Regions from separate parts of the Acanthopagrus latus genome. Here region 2 is linked to region 1. A link is a contact called in public Hi-C data. All regions are on one chromosome and are shown on one strand. Each heading gives the region's core, a stretch centred on a gene start, on an enhancer-like site or on the middle of the called end of the contact. The rest is flanking DNA. Distances are from core to core; before and after follow the strand shown. Region 1 holds the start of LOC119009503. Region 2 holds the start of LOC119009306 (tumor necrosis factor receptor superfamily member 13B).

Region 1 (4,838 bases), core at 1,751-4,250:
ACGAGAGGAAAAAACAACGTTCTCTGTGTAGCGCAGACAACAGTACACACGAATGTAATCATGGTCTGAAGACACAAAAATAACAGTCGTTAGGTAGTTTTTGTATTTCTCCAGAAGAAGGTTTAACTGTTGCTGATAAATCCCCGCTGCCTGCATGGCTCTGGAGCCTCCAGCCCCCTCTAGACGCGCCTGATGGATCAACATCTGGGTGTGGAAGGCAGCGCCGTTCACCCACTGCTTGAGAAACCGAGAGTTCATATGTCCATCCCTCAGCATGGAATTCTTAGAAAGAAGAAGGAGATTCAAAGCACAATAGAATCAACTTTTTTTTTTTTTTTCCTCCATATTTCTGATGATAGAAATTACATGGTTCTTACATTTAAAAGCTATAAGCTAAGATTCAGAATTTGAGCTTGACTTCATTCTTAAAATATTCAGGTCATTGAAGGAAATATGATCTTTCTAAAAAAGATGAAAGATTTTGACTGCTTTGCACCTTCAGCCGTGTAAGCTGGACGCTGAGATCGGTCTCAATTTGCCTGGTCTCAGCTAGTTGAAGCTGTGGTTTCCCCAAGTTGATCCGCATACGTTTTAGATATTCATCCATCAGGTCCCGGACCTCCACAGTCGAGGATTGGAGTGTTGGAATTCATGAAAGCAAAGCTTGAGTATCGGTCAATTACATGCATACATTGTTTTTCTTTTTGGTCAAAAGAAACATTCTTCACATTTTTTTTGACACTTTGCAGACGTAATTACTTTACTGAAATAAATCTGCAGAATCGACAATAAAAGGGATCTATAGTTGCAGCCTTAGTTCTGACCATGATTGCAACACTCAGATAAAACATATGACTACACTGGACAAGGTCAGTAATCCTCGGAAAGCTCAGGGGTCTCACCTCATTGGCCTTCTCCTGTGCAAACACCCTTTGCAACATTTCAGCTGTGCCCATACTTTCTTTCCCTAATGTCTTCCCAACTGTCTCCAAGATTATGGAAATGATGATAGCCCCAAGTCCCACGGCATTAGGCACCATTTTGAGCCCACCCAGTGCAGAGCCCAGCTTCTCTACAACGGCCGCGGCATCACTGAAATCTCCACTGTATAAGACTTGATCTCTGTAATCATCCAACACTTGGGTTGAGTTGAGTCCGGAGTATTTTAAGATGGAGCTGAGTGGAGAGATATATTCATTAGTTTTCAATAGATTTTCCTTTCTTTTGATTTGTCACCAGCGAACTTAATAAAACGTATAGGCCTAGGTTCCACACTGTGAAGATTTTCCACTTCATATGTTAAATGATATCTTTAAACCCCCTTGAAGTTAAAACATAGAAATGTATTTCAGTGAGTGTACCTGTCAATTCCAATGCCGTGCCATTGTTGTGAATCAAACATTGCCTCAGAGTATTTGTCAAGTTCTGCTAGTCGCTCCTCTGGAGACAACGATTGGCCCATTTTCCGTTTTCGTGTTTTTCTGGGAGCAAGAAGTGGAAGAAGTGTTTTGTTTTGTTTTTTTTCACCAATGAAATACTGTAAAACAAATCACATTCTAATAGATAACCATGGGATACATGTGCTTCTGTTTGTGCAGTAGCTCATGACATCAGAAAAAAAAAAAATGCTCGCAAGTGGCCCGACAAGATTCCAGCCCTACATTTTAATTTGTCCGTGGCCACACTTTGAACGATATGTCACTCAAACTCTGCCAAGGAACGAACAAAAAAATGAGACTAAGAACACAAACTATTTAGAAGTATTAACTCACCTCTTGAGAACAGAGCTGTAAAAAGAATCAAGCAGCAGTGAGCCAGAAGTTTTCCCCTGCCCGAGAAAGTTAAGGTGTTTTTGTCAGCTGGAACACTGGACGAAGTTTAAACTGTGATTAAATTTACATTACATCACTGAGGACACTTGTTGACATTGAAGAGATAAGAGAGGGCAATAACACTGCACATGCACAAACCAAGTGTGTTGGGTTTTTTTTAATAGTCTAACAGTTCTAATCTAGGAACAGATACTTGTTCATCTTTTTTACACTGTCAAGTGTGCCAAATAAGAAATTCTAAGAAGTTAAGGCAAGTGTATTTGTACAGCACGTTTCAGACAAAAGGCATCTGAAAGTGCTTTAGTGCATAAATGTATAAAAGTGCATTTTTACATTAAAAACACAAGTAAGACATCAGACAAAATATTGAAACACATTAAGAAATAGGGAAAGTAAGCTACAATAGAATAGGTTTATAAGAGACAAGACAAAGGAAGCCACAGTGTAGTTCAGAGCCTTGAAATTGCTTCAGTAAAAAGCAGTGGCAAACAGAAGGATCTTCATCCTTGATTTAAAAGAGGTGAGAGTTGGAGCGGACCTGCAGTTTTCTGGGAGTTTGTTCCAGGTATGTGGCTCGGAATAACTAAAAGCTGCGTCTCCATGTTTAGTTCTGACTCTGGGGACTGAAAGCTGACCTGTACCTGAGGACCTCGGAGGTCTTGATGGTTCATAATGTGGCAGCAGATCAGAAATGTATTTTGGCCCAGAAACCATTCAGTGTTTTGTAAACCAGCAGCAGGATTTTGAAATCTATTCTTTGACAGACAGGAAGCCAGTGTAAAGATCTAAGAACCGGAGTGATGTGATCTACTTTCTTGGTTCTTGTTTGGACTTGAGTCATTTAAGTAGGATTTTAACCAATTCAGTGCTCTATCAGAGAGTCCCACACATTTTTCCAGTCGGTCCACTAGTATATTGTGGTCGAGTAGTCAAGTTAAGTCACTTTAGGTCTCACTTGACTTTTCTGTCTCTGTTTTCTTCAGAATTTCTTCTAATATTTTTTCATTTTTAGCCAAGGAATCAGCATGTATAGCAGGCTGAAATACACGAGCAACTATTGGATTGATTGTACTTTTGTACTTGTATTTTTTCAATTTTGATACCTACAAAATGAATCACAGTCTCATCAGCCTCTGCTGTACTGTGTTGTGTTTCTAGCTAACTAACAACCGCAAACTGTAAAACTCAATCTCACCTGTAGGGATTCAGCAAAGGATTATCATATCTTCTGTAAGCATGCTTCGAGCTAAACTATGATGGTTACCATAGTAAACTTTATAGCTGCTAAACATCAGTATGTTAACTTTGTGTCTGTGCGCAGGTTAATATGCCAAAGATAGCATTTAGCGCAAAGCATTGCTGAGCTCAGCCTCACAGAGCAGCTAGCATGGCTCAAGAGTTTCATTTTCATCCTCCCCCTTCGTTTATTTTTTGCGAAGGCTTTATTTGTTTTTATGAAAAAGCAAACTAAAGTACACTACATTTGAGGTATGTTGTTAACATTTATCATACAGAGATATGAGCTGATGTTTTTTGTCTGGTTGTTTATTGGTTTTGTCCCCTCAGAAATTTGGCCATCGGTATTGGCATTCAGAATTTCCCAGAAGGCTTGGCGGTGAGCCTGCCGCTCCGGGGTTCTGGGGTCTCAGCATGGAAAGCCTTTTGGTAAGGAGAAATGTGTGTCTGGACACTGTCAGAAACAACACTGAGTAGCCGTACTTTAAATTTGAACGATGCAGCTGACTTTCACTGTCTCCCGTCAGGTATGGCCAGCTCAGCGGGATGGTCGAGCCTGTTGCTGGGCTGCTGGGTGCCTTCGCCGTCGTCTTGGCAGAACCTCTGTTGCCGTACGCGCTGGCGTTTGCTGCCGGGGCGATGGTTTATGTGGTGGTGGATGACATCATCCCTGAAGCTCAAATCAGGTAAGCAGGAAAAGAGGATATTAAAGTAGATTTGGTGAGATTTTGTGTTTCAGCCAGTTTAAGGACTTTCCGCATCTTTCTAACTTATGTCCCATTTTTTTGCTCCCACTCGGTGTCAACCAGTGGAAACGGGAAGCTGGCGTCCTGGACCTCCATCCTGGGCTTCGTAGTGATGATGTCACTAGACGTGGGGCTGGGCTGAGGTTGCTGTAAGAACTGGCGCCATGTCAGCAGAACCGAGGGACACGATGTCATCACAGTGCTGCTGAGCTCAGTTTTTAAAAAGGGGACCAAATGAAGTGTTTTATTCTGAAACACTATTTATTTGTTAAGTCTGAATTGTTGCTACTTGAAATTCCGAAATGACAGAAACACAGAACTATTTTGTTAAACAAATTATGAGGATGACTGGACTTGAATAGTTTTCTTTTATTTACAGGCTGGCAGTTATTTTGTTTGAGCAGCTGTAACTTTCTACAAATGACATCTTTTTTCAGAATGATGCAATGAATATTTATGAATATTCTCCTGACTCCAGAGCATTTGAATGTTTTGCTAAGAAGATACAGTTTTTTGAGTTCTTGTTTTACCTAAAACTAATTTTAAAACAAACATTGCCAGGAATGACATCTAAAAGAATGTCTTTTCTTTGTTTGTTTGTTTACTTCTTCCAGTTTTTGTATTTCCTCATGATTACAATACTTGAAGTCGGGTGTTTGATTTGGACCTCCAACGAATGCTTCCGTAGTGCTTAATCGTATTCCGATCATTGTTGCACTACAGAAAGGTACGATGTGATTTTGATGTACTGAAACATGAAATTCCAAATGTGATCTGACACAATTATGACTTTTTTCCTCAGTTGTCGTTCTGTAACAAACTCAAAACAAATGATACAGTCTCCTTTTTAATCAAATGCAGTGCCTTTATTCATTTAGGGCACAGTCTGCTGTCTTACACAGGTCAGTCTGAAGAATCATGTTGTGGGCCATGTCTAATTATTTAAATGCTGATTAAGTTAACCCTTAATAATGTAATGTATTTATATAATTAAACAACCAAGTGATTATCAGTTTTCTTCAAC
Region 2 (4,838 bases), core at 692-3,191, 180 kb before region 1:
TGCTATGCTAAGCTATGCTATACTGTTCTTGTATGATACTATACTATAGTTTACTAATCTATGCTATGGTATTCTGGTATGCTATACTGTACCATGCTATGCTATGCTAGTATACTATACTTTGCTATGCTATACTATACTATAGTTTACTTTGCTATGCTATACTATTTTGGTATACCATACTATACTTTACAATGTCATGCTTAACTATATCATGCAAGTATACTATACTATACTATACTATACTATACCATGCTCTGCTATGCTATACTATTCTAGTGTACTATACTATCCTTTACTATACTATACTATACTATACTATACTATGCTATACTATGCTATGCTATGCTATGCTATCCTATAATATTCTAGTATACCATACTATAGTATACTTTATTATCATACACTATACTCCATTTTACTATGCTATGTTATGCTATCCTCTGCTGTACTCTACTATACTATACTGTACTAATGTACTACACTATACTATGTGTATAATATGTTAAATGATACCATGCTAAAACACTACTACAACTGTATCATATTATTTAAGTATTCTAAATTATATCATACATGATATTACACAGTACTGAACTATACTAAAATCTGTCATGCTACCTTACTCTAGTATACTACAATTTACTACACTATGCTATTCTGGTATACTGTGCCATGCCATGCTGCATATATGTATATGAAATGATTCTTTATTAACTCATACAACATGGTACTGTACCATACAATAATCTGTTATACTAATATACTAATATACAGTTTTACTATAGTATACTATACTATACTAGGCATGGAGGATTATTGTGTTGTAGAAGTATACTATATACTATGCCTTACTATTAAATATAAGCCTCGTGTCTTTATAGCATGATGCATGAAAAAGCAAGAGGCAAGTGGGAGTTTTACTTAGTCTGCACCTGGCCCATTTAAACACTGTTTTATTAAGTGTGTCCTGGATGAATTGGGGAGGGGCCCTTATCCTGTGGCACCTAAGCTTCAAAAGCAAAAGAAGGCCCATTTCCTTTTGTGGTTTCAAACTTCTCCTTAGAGCAAGCCTTGCAAAACATGTACAAATTGTAGTAAATCGAATATACAGAGCCATCAGCAACGTGCCGGCCTCGCTGCTACTGCAACACTTAAATGGCCAACCTTCGAGAAGTCACGTCTTTGTTCTCAAACACAGTCTTCTTCACTCCGCTGAGCACTGGGTCACTCGACTGTGAAAGACAGGCAGATCTGAACCTCCTCCGCCCTCCATCGCTTTCACATGCACAGCCTAATTTATTCTTGATTCTATTTGTCACACCCCAATACTCAACAATTACCTTTCAGATTTTAGGTAAAGTCGGTACAATGTGTATTTATCATAAATACATACCAAAGGACTGTGTTTCCAAATAAACCAACATCAGAATTTAGAGTTATCTTTCTTATGTCTGTCCGTCCTTATTGAGTTTTGTTTTTTACTCTTTTGGCTTTTTTTTTCTTTTCATTATAAGGCTCTCTTGTTTGGACTCCATCATTTCTTATGGCGTGTGTTTGTGTGTGTGTGTATGCGTGTGTGTGTTCGTGTAACCAGCGACATAACTGCGTTCACAGCAATGCCAAGTGTTTCTGGTAGAGCTCCCAGCGAGCTGCGGAGCCGCCACAAACTTAAACTAGTGACAACGTTTGCTGAAGTCAAGGGTTCAATTCCTAACCCGGGCCACCACTAGTGACCCCAATTACTGAAACACTAACATTTGCTCTTTTGACGTGACCTGCTATGGGTTGAAAACAGGGTTTAGATGGTTCACTCACCTGGCGAGATGAAGACGCAGTGGGAGAATCCGTGATTTGAAGAAGAGAGTGAGGCAGGCCCACGATTCAGCATGTAAACTTCTTTGGGTATGAACTCAGTGTCTGATCTGGGACTTCCCCCTTTGAAAGAGGAGCCCCCCCCACCCGAACACACACACACACACATACACACACACACACACAAAATCTGGCTGAGGAAGTAGATACAGATATTTTACTAGGTAAAGATAATTAAACCATGACGTATAATTAAACAAAGTAAAAGTCCTGCATTCAATGTCGCACTTAAGGAAAATGGCATATGTATCTGCTATATTTATATTTATGATATGATTGTTCACCTAGATATTATTATAGGATTAATGAACACTGAAGTAGTGTGGTCATCACTTTAATGCTGCAGCTGGCAGAAGTGGAGCTAATTTCGGCTATTTTAAACATGACCGGATAGCTTAGCAAATCAACTAGGTGTCTGAAGCTGTCACACAAATGTAGTGGAGACAAAAAGCGAAAAAAATTGCCTCCAAAATGTATTTGAGTGGAATCCAAGTCTTCATATTGAAATTGTGCATAACACTTTATATCAAAGTCCTTGTAGTAAGTGAGTTATTAGGTAATGAGATCTTGAAGTCTTTATAAGATACATATTCATATTTACAAGACTTCATGTGAGGCTTTGTTCCCCCTTTACATCCCGTAGATGCAAAAAGTATGGTCACCTGTAGTAAGTGACTGGTTGATTGCTTATACGTGCATGAAAATGAGTGTATATATCTTAATAAAGCAACAACACGGTAGATTTGTAATTGGTTTAACAATGACATAATAGGTTAGTAAGTTCATCTCAATAAATTGATTTGGAATGCTATTCTAAACAACTACAAGAAACACTTTTTTCTAAATCAGGCTAAAGTGTTAACAAGCTTTTCATAAAAGTCTTTAAATGGAATCTGACAACAAACATACTTACTGTGCTGTTGTTACTGAAATAGTTTTATAAACAATAATCTCATTAGGGCTGTATTACCTATTATGTATTGCTTATTCCAAGGACCTAATATAGGTGTGTGTCAGGCATTTCTCCTCTGTAGCTTCAGCTTCATGTTTGTGCATGTTGCCTGTAGCTGCTATGTAAATCCCCCCGATGTAAAATAGAATAGTTATAGAATAAAATGTGTGGAATATAAGCCACCGCCCCAGTGACAGACTGCGGCAGATTTTCATTCATCATTTCCCCCTTCCAAGAGAGCAGGTAGCATAGCCTGGCTTTGTGCTGGGAGTTGCAGCATGCGCTCAAATACATGGGCGAAAAAAAGCTGTCAGACGAGGGCATAGGACTGATGCCGAGACTGATGATGCACCCAGCTACATGGATGAAATATCCTTACTGTTCACTGTGCGGGTACTTTTTAACCCTATCAAGAATGTTTTTTTTTTTTTGTTTTTTTTTGGGAAATACACCTTTATTCCACAGACAGGAGCACACTCAAGCACACTATCAATCAATATCTTTAACTATGACTGCATTCCATTTAAATGTGCAGTTCCAGGGTCATGTAATTGTGCATGCTGGCTCACATGAATAGTCCAGTAGAACACTTCATGGAACTTTAGTTTACCAGGAAAAGTTCTTACTGATAGAAAAGCTTTTCACATTTCGCAATCACCTGTTTATTTTTTTTCTGCTTTTTTTGTTGATCTTTTTGTTCTTCTCTTTACTTCATTTGTCTCTGACTGGTGCATATCTTTTCATTTAGTCTTGCAATGGTTTTCTCATTTTATATTTCTTCAAAATAAACTAAACTGAACTGAAGTGAACTAAATTGAACTAAACTAAACTAAACTGAACTGAACTGAACTGAACTGAACTAAACTAAACTAAACTAAACTAAACTAAACTAAACTAAACTAAACTAAACTAAACTGAACTGAACTGAACAAAACTGAACTAAACTAATCTAAACTAAACTTTGAGGTGTGGCGCGAACTCAAATTATCTTTCACTGCTTGATTGCGCACAACCGTCTCCATTTGCCTTATCATGCCACTTCTAAGAGGTTCAGTGATTAAAAAGGGGAGAATCCTTACTCATGCAGTCATTTTGGTTCTTCTTTTGCTCCTCAGAAATTAATCAGTGTCCCTTTCAGTCTTTAAAAATCTCATGCTGATGGAGCCCTGACTTACAGTTAACCAACACAGGACCACAGTGACTCACAGATGACGGGTATTAGTGTGTCAAACAGTTGTTGAATTGAATTCGGGGGATGTGAGAAAACCCACTTTCTCGACATCACAGGGTGAAACTGTCGGGGGCAATTCCACGCCATGTGTTTTTTTCCTCTCCGCTGAGCACATAACAAGGTCTCAGCGTTTCATCTCTGCTTCCACTTCTCGAAGGAACCAGGATCTCTCTGGCCATGTGCAGCTTAGATTTAGACTGAGAGTGAGCACAGTGGATTATTTTTAAACGTAGCCCGAACACCTGAAACATGTGAAACAGGACCAGCGACTTATTTCTGTCCAATTTTGAAAGAGGTCTCACTCAGTGATCACTAGAAAACAACGTCTTTTGCTAAATTAATGAGGTGTCTAGGGGTGAAGGTGGGAAAGAGCGGAGCTTAAAGTTTCCAAAAGATACAATGCTGGTAGTTCACAACAAATCAGGGGGGAGATGGAAGAAGAGCGAAAGGTGCTTTAAGCTTCCTCAGACAATGCACAGGCTTTGTCACCCTGAGACTTTCAGGGGGGCCTTTGCTGGTGCACCTGTTACAAGAACCGGAAACTCCGGCATGACAAGTCATTAAAAGGTGTTAGTTTTGTTTTGCGACAGACTAATTTGGCTCCATTTGTGGCATTTAAAACATTTAGCTGGAGACTGCTGCAAACGAGAAAAGGTCAGGGCGGAGAAAGAGAAGACACTGCGGTCGCTGGTAACTGCAGATAAGATCACCATCAGGGGGCACAGGAGCGTTCAGAACTGTATTAGTTATGGTTGGATACGGCCTGTAGTTGGTTTTTGG

What was found. Hi-C and Micro-C count contacts between places; a contact is called where the count stands out from the background.
Region 2: a contact with region 1 is called in a Hi-C map of muscle, with 4 times the contacts expected there. The contact joins the promoter of LOC119009306 here to the promoter of LOC119009503 in region 1. A contact is called at or near these places in 3 of 4 Hi-C or Micro-C datasets (liver and muscle).

Annotation. Positions count from the first base shown.
Region 1 is chr20:5,587,947-5,592,784 of fAcaLat1.1, reverse strand. LOC119009503 reads right to left here and starts at 3,000. Exons shown (of 5, transcript XM_037080833.1): 1 at 1,773-3,000; 2 at 1,362-1,481; 3 at 903-1,176; 4 at 497-619; 5 at 1-282. The coding sequence starts at 1,462. It overlaps LOC119009501 (zinc transporter ZIP11-like), which reads left to right. Exons shown (of 10, transcript XM_037080831.1): 8 at 3,399-3,497; 9 at 3,596-3,754; 10 at 3,878-4,838. The coding sequence ends at 3,956.
Region 2 is chr20:5,766,125-5,770,962 of fAcaLat1.1, reverse strand. LOC119009306 (tumor necrosis factor receptor superfamily member 13B) reads right to left here and starts at 1,941. Exons shown (of 5, transcript XM_037080411.1): 1 at 1,819-1,941. The coding sequence starts at 1,891.